Linked DNA regions of Mus musculus: regions 1 and 3 are each linked to region 2. Evidence: chromatin contacts called from public HiChIP or PLAC-seq and promoter capture Hi-C data. All regions are on one chromosome and are shown on one strand. Each heading gives the region's core, a stretch centred on a gene start, on an enhancer-like site or on the middle of the called end of the contact. The rest is flanking DNA. Distances are from core to core; before and after follow the strand shown.

Evidence for each region. Promoter capture Hi-C pulls out the DNA fragments that hold promoters and counts their contacts. HiChIP or PLAC-seq counts read pairs in DNA pulled down with a chosen protein or histone mark.
Region 1: an H3K27ac HiChIP or PLAC-seq map of differentiating embryonic stem cells shows a contact between it and region 2, with 8 times the contacts expected there. The contact joins the promoter of Cdk17 here to the enhancer-like site in region 2. A contact is called at or near these places in 14 of 39 promoter capture datasets (the 3T3-L1 cell line, 3T3-L1-derived adipocytes, the C10 cell line and 10 more), 1 of 15 datasets of contacts at CTCF or cohesin (embryonic stem cells), 6 of 484 Hi-C or Micro-C datasets (CD8 T cells, cardiomyocytes, cerebral cortex and 2 more), 19 of 115 datasets of contacts at active chromatin or transcription factors (Th17 cells, astrocytes, bone marrow-derived macrophages and 13 more) and 2 of 9 other capture datasets (adipose tissue and liver).
Region 3: a promoter capture Hi-C map of neutrophils shows a contact between it and region 2, with 4 times the contacts expected there. The contact joins the promoter of Scyl2 here to the enhancer-like site in region 2. A contact is called at or near these places in 8 of 39 promoter capture datasets (the 3T3-L1 cell line, embryonic stem cells, hippocampal neurons and 4 more) and 2 of 484 Hi-C or Micro-C datasets (B cells and pre-B cells).

Annotation. Positions count from the first base shown.
Region 1 is chr10:93,159,597-93,162,296 of GRCm38.p6, forward strand. Cdk17 (cyclin-dependent kinase 17) reads left to right here and starts at 1,280. Exons shown (of 17, transcript NM_146239.2): 1 at 1,280-1,604.
Region 2 is chr10:91,193,845-91,196,683 of GRCm38.p6, forward strand. No RefSeq gene overlaps it. Among named protein-coding and RNA genes, the nearest start is that of n-TDgtc16, 13 kb to the left of the region's middle. Within about 2 kb of position 1,432, at least 31 of the 459 cell types and tissues checked have an H3K27ac peak or open chromatin away from gene starts, as enhancers often do. A contact at or near this core is called in differentiating embryonic stem cells, embryonic stem cells and neutrophils, where this site is marked.
Region 3 is chr10:89,684,882-89,687,581 of GRCm38.p6, forward strand. It overlaps Scyl2 (SCY1-like 2 (S. cerevisiae)), which reads right to left and starts at 1,413. Exons shown (of 18, transcript NM_198021.3): 1 at 1,157-1,413. It overlaps 1500026H17Rik (RIKEN cDNA 1500026H17 gene), which reads left to right and starts at 1,482. Exons shown (of 3, transcript NR_130956.1): 1 at 1,482-1,638.

The DNA.
Region 1 (2,700 bases), core at 30-2,529, 2.0 Mb after region 2:
TGAGCTGTAGAAAACACATCCAGCTGTGTCCGACAAAGTTCTAGACAGAAGGGCAGGAAGTATCTTCAAGGAAAGGCGCATCAATCAGAAAAGATACGATTCAGAAGTCCTTAGTAGATAATGAGATTTAAAATATATCGTGCACTTCCTGGTGATAAGAACAGAAAAACAAAACATAACAACAACAACAACAAAAAACCCCAACCTTCACCCTACTGGCCTTTTATACCGTTAACCTTTTCTTGGTTAGGGTGTCCACATCCGGACCCTACTGTCTTCTTTCAGTTCTCTCAGTATTTTCCTCTGCCACTTAAGTCTGCTTTTACTTTAAGCTTCTATCCCTACTTGTGGAAAGAAATGGGCCAGGATCACTTTAGTTTGTCTACACATTCAGTTGTTCCTAACTGGGGAAGAAGAAAGTAAAAAGATTTACAGAAACTGGGCCAACCTCTTTGGCCTGCCTCCTTCAAGCAACAGAATCTAACTCACTGCAACAGTATCTCTTTCTGGGTCCTATAACTTAGCATTGACTCTTTCACAACACAGTTTTATTGTAACCATTTTAGTTCCCCCCTCCACCCTCCCCCCCCAGCCTAGAGCCAACAGTGTAATAACATTTAAAAACACTGTGGTTGAAATCAAAGCTTTGTGCGTGGGTGATTACTGCACTGGCCACGCATATCCAGTCACAGAACAGAAGAAAATTGCAGCAATCGACCGAGGTATTTCTTTGTGGGTCATCTGAAGCACTGTACTGAGGCAGGCATCCTGTGTACAGTAGCGCCTGGAATACTTCAAGCAGAGTTTTATTGTTGCGAGGGGACAGTGAGGGGCTGATTTGTGGCGATCGGTTCCTCACCAATCGCGATGGTCAGACACTGTTCAGCGTTCTGTCCACGGACAGGGTCTCCCTTGCTCTCCAGCCGCGTTTGAAGCCACGCTTGAAGTTTCCTGGGAATACCCCCCAGCCCCGCCCAGACCACGCCCCAGTCATAAGCCCCACCCCCAGGCAAGGCTCCGCCCCGCATGCCGCCGTCGCCGCCACCGCCGGCAGGGGTCGCGCTGCCCCAGGCGAGCCGTGCAGGCGGGGGTGGGGAAGCTCCCGCAGCCGGTCGCTTTTCTCCGCCGCCGCTGGTTGGATCGTTTCAATAAAAGTCTTTTTTTTTTTTTTTTCCTTTTTTCTTTTCTTTTTTTTTTTCTAACCCCCGCTCTCGCTCGCTCCGGGGAACAGGCGGAGGCGTCAAGCCGCAGCCTCCGAGCGAGAGAAAGCAACGCGCACTCAGACGAACGAGAGCGGCGGCTGCGGTCTACCCAGCGCCCGGCAGTCCGGCAGCCCGCGCCCCGCCGCCTCGCTCCGCCCCGGCTCGGTGGCCGGGAGTACTGGGCCGTCCGCGAGGCTCCGCGGCCCGGGAGCCATGTTGAGCGGGGGGCTCTGCCACGCGTGAGGCGGCCGGCGGCCCTCGCGGAGCGGAAGGCGCGAGGTTGGGGGGTGGGGGGAGGCCTGAGCCTGAGGCGCCTCGGCGCGTCCGCCACCACCGGACCTGCATCCGCTCGCTCGCTCTGCGCGCCCGCCGGTCCGGAGCCCGCGGTCCCCGCACTTGCTGGTGAGTTGGCAGCGGGGCTGGGCAGGGATCGTGACGCCTGTCAGCGGGCGGCTCGAGTGGGGATCTTGTCGGTCGCATGTCCACGCGCGGCGTGGGCTGCGGGAGTGCGGAGCTGGTTGGGGGACCTGGGGGGAGGGGCTCCATGCGCCGCCGCTGAGAGTTCGCAGCCGATCGAGGCTTCCTGGGGAGGCTGCTGGCCCCGTGGGGCGCCGGGAGGGGAAGAGGCGGAAAGTCCCCCCGAGACACAAAGGTCCCCGGGGCCGGGGTGGAGGCGCGGGCGCGGGGCGGCGGGAGTGGGCGAGGACGCGGCGCTGCGGGCTCCTTGGAGACGCGGGAGGCTGCGCGCGGGTGGGTGGGCAGCTCCGCGGGGGAGGAGCCCTCTCGTGGGGGAGCGGGTCGACACAAAGCTCCGGGCAGCCCTCTTGCTGGCGGGTCACACCCCTGAGTGTCGCTCCAACCGGAGGCGGAGGGACTGTGGGAAACCCAGAGAACCCGGGAAGAGGGGGTTGTGTGTGTGTGTGTTCCACCGTTGTCTTAGCCGCAGTTGCTTTTCTCGGTGTTTTTGTCCGGTTGCTTCTGCTCCCCATCTCAGCTGGGTGGCCCCAGTTTTCTTCCCCACATCACCCCCACGCTGCCACCTCGCCGTCCCCTGTGGTTCCCCACTCATTCTCTCCCCTACTTTTCACCCACTCCTTCTGGGGTAAGCGGTATTTTGCCTTCAGCTAGGGGAACGTTTGCTAATGACAGGATGCCTGACTTGGTCTGACCCTGAACTGCCTTGAACTCTTCTCTTTTTTTTTTTTTTCCTCCCACCCTTTCCTTTCTGGGATCTTCTGTGTCACATGGCCATTAACAATTAGCTTTTCTTCTTCAAAAATGGCAAAAGCCTTTAGCTGAAATCCGTGGCGCCTTTCCCTTATGTTAATGTGGCCATCGAAGACGACGCATCAGTGGCCCTGTTTTATCGCCTCCTGAGCCAAATTGATTCTCTAGACACAAGTCACAAATTTTGTTTTGCGTCTTGGCCATTCCTTGGGCCAGCAAAGTGTATTTCTGGTAGCAGAGCTTCTGTCACGTCACAGGCAATGCTTGACTA
Region 2 (2,839 bases), core at 182-2,681:
TGGTGACCCAGATTTGCAGCATCCGTATCTTGAAAGTTCTCCATGCGCTCTGCTGGGGTCCTAACATTTTCCCTCTTCTGTGTTACCCCTGATTTCTTTGATAATTACTCCTTGAGCCTGTTGTATATTTACAACCTATAGAACTTCTTAACTACTGTATTGTTTGGTTTATGAGATAGGTTTTCTCTGTGTAGCCCTGGTTGTCCAGGAACTTGCTCTGTAGACCAGGCTGGCCTCACATATCTGCCTGCCTCTGCCTCCTGAGTGCTGGGATTAAAGGCGTGCTCCACTGCTGACCCAGTTACATAAAAGATAAGTTCAGCACATCTCTGGATCACAGTAGATCTGTGAGAAAACAAAAGTCCCACTTGGGAAAATGGGGTTGGGGGTTGGGCTTATGGGTGAATCATGGAAATACAGAATATCCTGCTTTGACATCGGGCAGGTGTGAAGCTTGAGTCATGTAGTAGACATCTGTAAAAAAAATCTAAGAGTGTGGGATGTGGGGCGGTGGACTGTGAGCGGAAGCCTGGTAAGGTCGAGCCAAAGGCTGGAAGCCCTGGTGACCCTAAGGGATGGTAGGAGCTTCGCTTGCTCCTGGCACCAGGCCCCTGTCACCTAGCCGCAGTCCCCCCCACCCCACCCCATACAGAGATTTGTGGCCATCAGTCACATAAGGGCAACACCCTAAGCCCTTCCACATGTAGGTGAGGCATCCCTAACATCTCAGACCAAGACAATAGGAAAAGAGATGTGACCACAGCCACATAGGCCCCAAAACAGAATTCTCCATTCTAATGAGGTGCCTCTAGAGGCCTGGAGGGCTTAGCCAGTAAGCTTCCCTTCCCAGACATTCCTCCCTACAAAGGGTAATCTCAGGCCCACCCTGAGAAGTGGGGTATAGTTTTATGCATTCATTTTATGTCATGACAATAAACTGTTTAGAACCATGGCCTGCCCTGCCTCTTTTCTTTTTTTCTTTTTTTTTTTTCGGTTTTGAGACAGGGTTTCTCTGTGTAGCCCTGGCTGTCCTGGAACTCACTCTGTAGACCAGGCTGGCCTGGAACTCAGAAATCTGCCTGCCTCTGCCTCCCAAGTGCTGGGACTAAAGGCATGGGCCATCACCGCCCGGCTGGCCTGCCTCTTTTCATCAAGATTTCCTGTGGGGAGCAATGAAGAAAGTCTTCGCCTACAGAGCTGCAGCCTAGTTTCAACAGAAGGCCTCTCTGAGATCCCAGCCACAACCGCCAGCAAGCCTGCTGCCACCAAGATGAGGACAATTATCCTGGAGAGACAAGCAGGAGCTTTCCCATGCCATGGCCTAGGCATTATCCCCGGCCTGTACCCCCCCACCCCCACCCCCATTCTCTGCTCACAGCCCTTGCCACACCTCAGACTTCCCTTTTACACTCCCCAGAGCAGTGCCCCGGGTGCTTCCCTACAGCGGGGCATCCGCCCAGGGATGGAGTAAGCACAGTCAAACTCCCTGCGTTCTGCCTGCCCAAGCAGCTGTGCCAGTGGCAGAGAGGACTCTGGACTACAACTCGACAGCGGGGCTTTTTCCCAGTTCCTTTCAAGTTCTGTAGGATATGTGTGTGTACTTTTGGTGTGTGTGTGTGTGCGCGCGTGCGCATGAGCGCGCGAGGTTTAGATGCTAGAGGTCAAAGCTAGATGTCTTCTTCAACTGCTTTCCACTTTTTGTTTGTTTGTTTGTTTGTTTGTTTATTATTGAGTCAGGGTTCCTACCTGAAGCTGGTGCTCTCTGCTTTGTTTAGATTATCTGGCCATGGACCTGCTGGGATCCATCGGTCTTAGCCTGGTTTTCATGCTGTACTTTCAATGGCTTTTCTACACATTTCTACCCTCGCCTTTATTTTGATTTTTAAATTCTGTTTTCGTGTTGTAAGATTTCATATGCTCATTCTCACATTTAGATCCTGCTTTCAGTATCGTATTTGGTTCTCATCTTATGGAAACAAAAATACTGTCTTTTCTTGGGGAGAACGTGAGAGGGTGCCATCTGCAGCATCTTCCCTCCTTTACAGTTTCTGCTTCCTTCCAGTAAATCTCTTCCTCCTTTCCCACCTCCTCTTCTTTTCCCTGGAGGTAGGGTTTTACCATGTAGCCTATGATCCTCCCTGGTGTTTGGATTGCTGGTAAGTAGCCTTATATCCAACGATGGTTCTCTTTTCTTTCTTCTACTGTTTTTTTTTTTTTTTTCCTTTGGCTCTTGTAAAGTTTTTTGTTTAGTTGGCAGGCTCCCATTAAGTCGCTCTGGCTACTCACACTGTAGACCATGCCAGCCTCAAACTCAGAGATCCATCCTATCTTTGCCTCTTCAGTGCCGGCCGGGATTAAAGTTGTGTACCACCACACCTCGTACTTGTGGAATTTTAAAAAAGTCCTTCATGGTCACAAGATGCTTTCTGCAACATCCCACTCACACATGACCCCATACAGAACAGGGAAAAAGAAGCACCAATACTGGCCTAAGCTCTCTTTATCAGGAAGCCAAGTCATAACAGAGTTTAACTCTCTATGTATCTGACTGGTCAGATATTTATGCCAGCCACATTCCCATCATGAAGAAAACTACAGCAAAAGGGAGGAAACACCACTAGAGGGTATAGAATAAGGCTGTGGGGAAAGACTCATAACCCGCAGTGTGTTTCTGCTTTAAGCATGTACAAACGTGGGCTTGGTGAGCAAGAAATATGGTGGAAACGAATGTCAACTAGGCAGCTAAAAATGCCCACTTTGCTCTTCACAAAAGCATCTCACACGGTACATTGTACTGACGACAACCAGCAGGTGAAATCAGACAGAAATTGTCCTGAAC
Region 3 (2,700 bases), core at 163-2,662, 1.5 Mb before region 2:
AGAGGATAAATCACAAATTTCAACTATGTCAACATGATTTAATTCCCAAATATAGAATGTATTTGTATAGCAATGTCCTACTGTATGGAATTACAACACATCTGTATTACATATGTAATCGTCTCTGACAGACAAAATGAATGATCTTCACATGTGCGTAGGTATATCTGAACAGAATAAAGCTCTATGTGTTCAGTTAGGCTCCTTTCCTTTGCATAACCACAATCCCCTTCTCCTCCAACCTTTATTAAGGAGGGGAAAGCCTTCAAAGTCGAAAAAGAATCTTCCAAGCAAACACCAGAACTGCTTGGGTTTTGTAATGGCTGACTGACTTACAGCATCTTTGTTAAATTGCTTTCTCTGAACAGAGGCGCACGACTCAGAAAACTTAAATACGGCGTTTCAAAGTGTCATCACACAATCCCTGGTTTTGATGTGCAAAGAAAAACCTCTAGCTGATAATTTACAATCAAAATCACTTTAAGGAGCTGGTCTGGAGTCTCTTCAATCCTGTTGAGAAAGGGAAACACTGTGTGTCCTTAATTACTGATCACAGGTAACGCGTCCATGCGAATCCCAAGAAGTTTCTGCAAGCTTTATCTGTCTAAACCTTTTTCTGTAGCTTAAACAGGCGCACTGGAGCCCCCATGGGGATTTCTTTCTCTCAAACCTTATCTGCCCCACCCACCTCACACACACAATAACCGTCCAGTCCAGAAAGACAACTACCATCAGAGAAAGGCGTCCGAAGTGCAGGGCCTTAGCCGGTGACCCCAGCTATCGGAACCAAGTATCAGAAACGAGGGGGGCTGTCTCAGCAGTCCCGGAGCACTGTCCAATTTCCCAAAAGGATACGGAGATCTCCACGGCGGAAACCCGAGCTCCTGCGCCAGCTCTGGGGACTCTCCCAGCAGCAGAATGACCCAGGCAGCGGGGCTCCCGTCGCCCGAAGGCCTCGCCCAGAGTCACCGGCCTCTGAGATCCGCTCCCTCCCGCTTCTCGCTACCTGGATCCGGCTTCCCGGGCCACCCACCGCCAGCCCGCCCGACCCGGCCCGTCACTAGGCAACAGTAGCAGCCGGGAGGCCCGGGGAGACCCGTAGCCCGCAAGCTGGCCGCAGACCCAGGTCGCCCGGTGCCCGAGACAGGTCACTCACCTCGCAGCCGGCTACCTGGAGGGGCGGTGCTGGGGCCGGTCCCCCGCCGGCTCCCTCAATGCCTCCGGGCTGTGACTGCTCGGGCCGCGCTCCTGGCCGCCACCGAACGCTTACTCCATCTCCTCCGTCACCCCCGAGTCCGCAGAACCCCGAGATCGAGGAGTAAAGGGGGAAGGGAGGGAAGGGACTAGGGAAGAAGAGCACGGTAGGGGGAAGAGCACCGAAAGACCTGCCCGCTCCTGCATGACGTCACTTCCGGGCGGTTCGGAAGGGTAAGGCTTGGCTTCCCTCCGCCCTCCCCGAGGCGGAGTGAGGCGGGGCTCCCGGGGCGGGGGTGGAGCCAGCCCGGGCCTCTGCTGACAGCCGTACCTGTGACTCTGATCACTAGTCTTCGCGGGCAAGACCAGCTTTCCGGGGCCCCAGGCTAGGAAGCCCGAGTTTCTGGAACCATAGAAGGGGATTCTCCAAGATAATGAGGACAGGTAACCAAATGTATATTGGAGATGACTGACAGTGACTTGATGGCTGGACACTGCAGCTCTGGTTGTGAGGCCCCTCCCCTTTTCTGTTTCCCAGGCCACCTGCCCTTGCTGGTCTAGTGACTGATTACATAGGACTCAGCTTTCTCTGACTTTCTGCTAAGTGACCTTAGAACCTAGAAAAGCCGTGCTTCTCACACAGGGCCGTGTTAAAGTGCAGATTCTGCTGCACAAGTAGGATCGGATGCTCTGCGTTTCTAAGACATTCTCAGATAACCCCGGTGCCACAGTTCCACAATTAGAGCAACAAAGATTATTTATCTTACGTGCTTAATGAAAGAAGTAAATTGTTCTGAAAAATATACCTAGGTGAAACTGGGCACAGCCTCTGTCTCCCTGCTATCCATCCAAGTAACCCGTACATAGTAGTAGGACTACTACCACCCTAACTAACCCTAACCCTGCCTCTCCTGTCTCTGCTCTGTCCCTGGTTCAGGTTAAAATGTCTTAAGATGGGTAATAGGGTAGATTCTATTACAAGAAGAATTGGAGGAGGGGGAGGAAGAGAAGAGGGAAGAGGATTATGGGGTGTGTGTGTATGTGTGTGTACATGTTTGTGTGGTGTGTTTACATGTTTGTGTAGGTACAGCTGTATGTACACACGCCAGAAAAGCTCGAGGCTAGAGGTTAGCCTTAGGAGTTGTTCCTGGGGAGCTGTCCATGTTTTTGAGACAAGGTCTCTAAATAGAACCTGGTGCTTTGCCTTTCTCTTATCTCTTCAGCTGTGAAATTAGGAGCACCCACCACCAAGCCTGGCTTTTTAATGTATGTTCAGGAGATCCAACTTAGATCTGCATGCTTAGAAAGTTATCATCTCACTAGCTGAGCCTTCTCTTTCCAGCCCCAGAAGGGTGGACTTTTATTTCTGTCCTTTTGCCAAGAGCATCTTATAAGTTATGTGTTGGTAATGTTACTTCTAGTTCTTCGTGGTCAAGAAAGGAAAGGCTTAGATTCTTGTATTCTGCACACAAAACATCTAGAAATCATGTTCTCTATATTTCAACT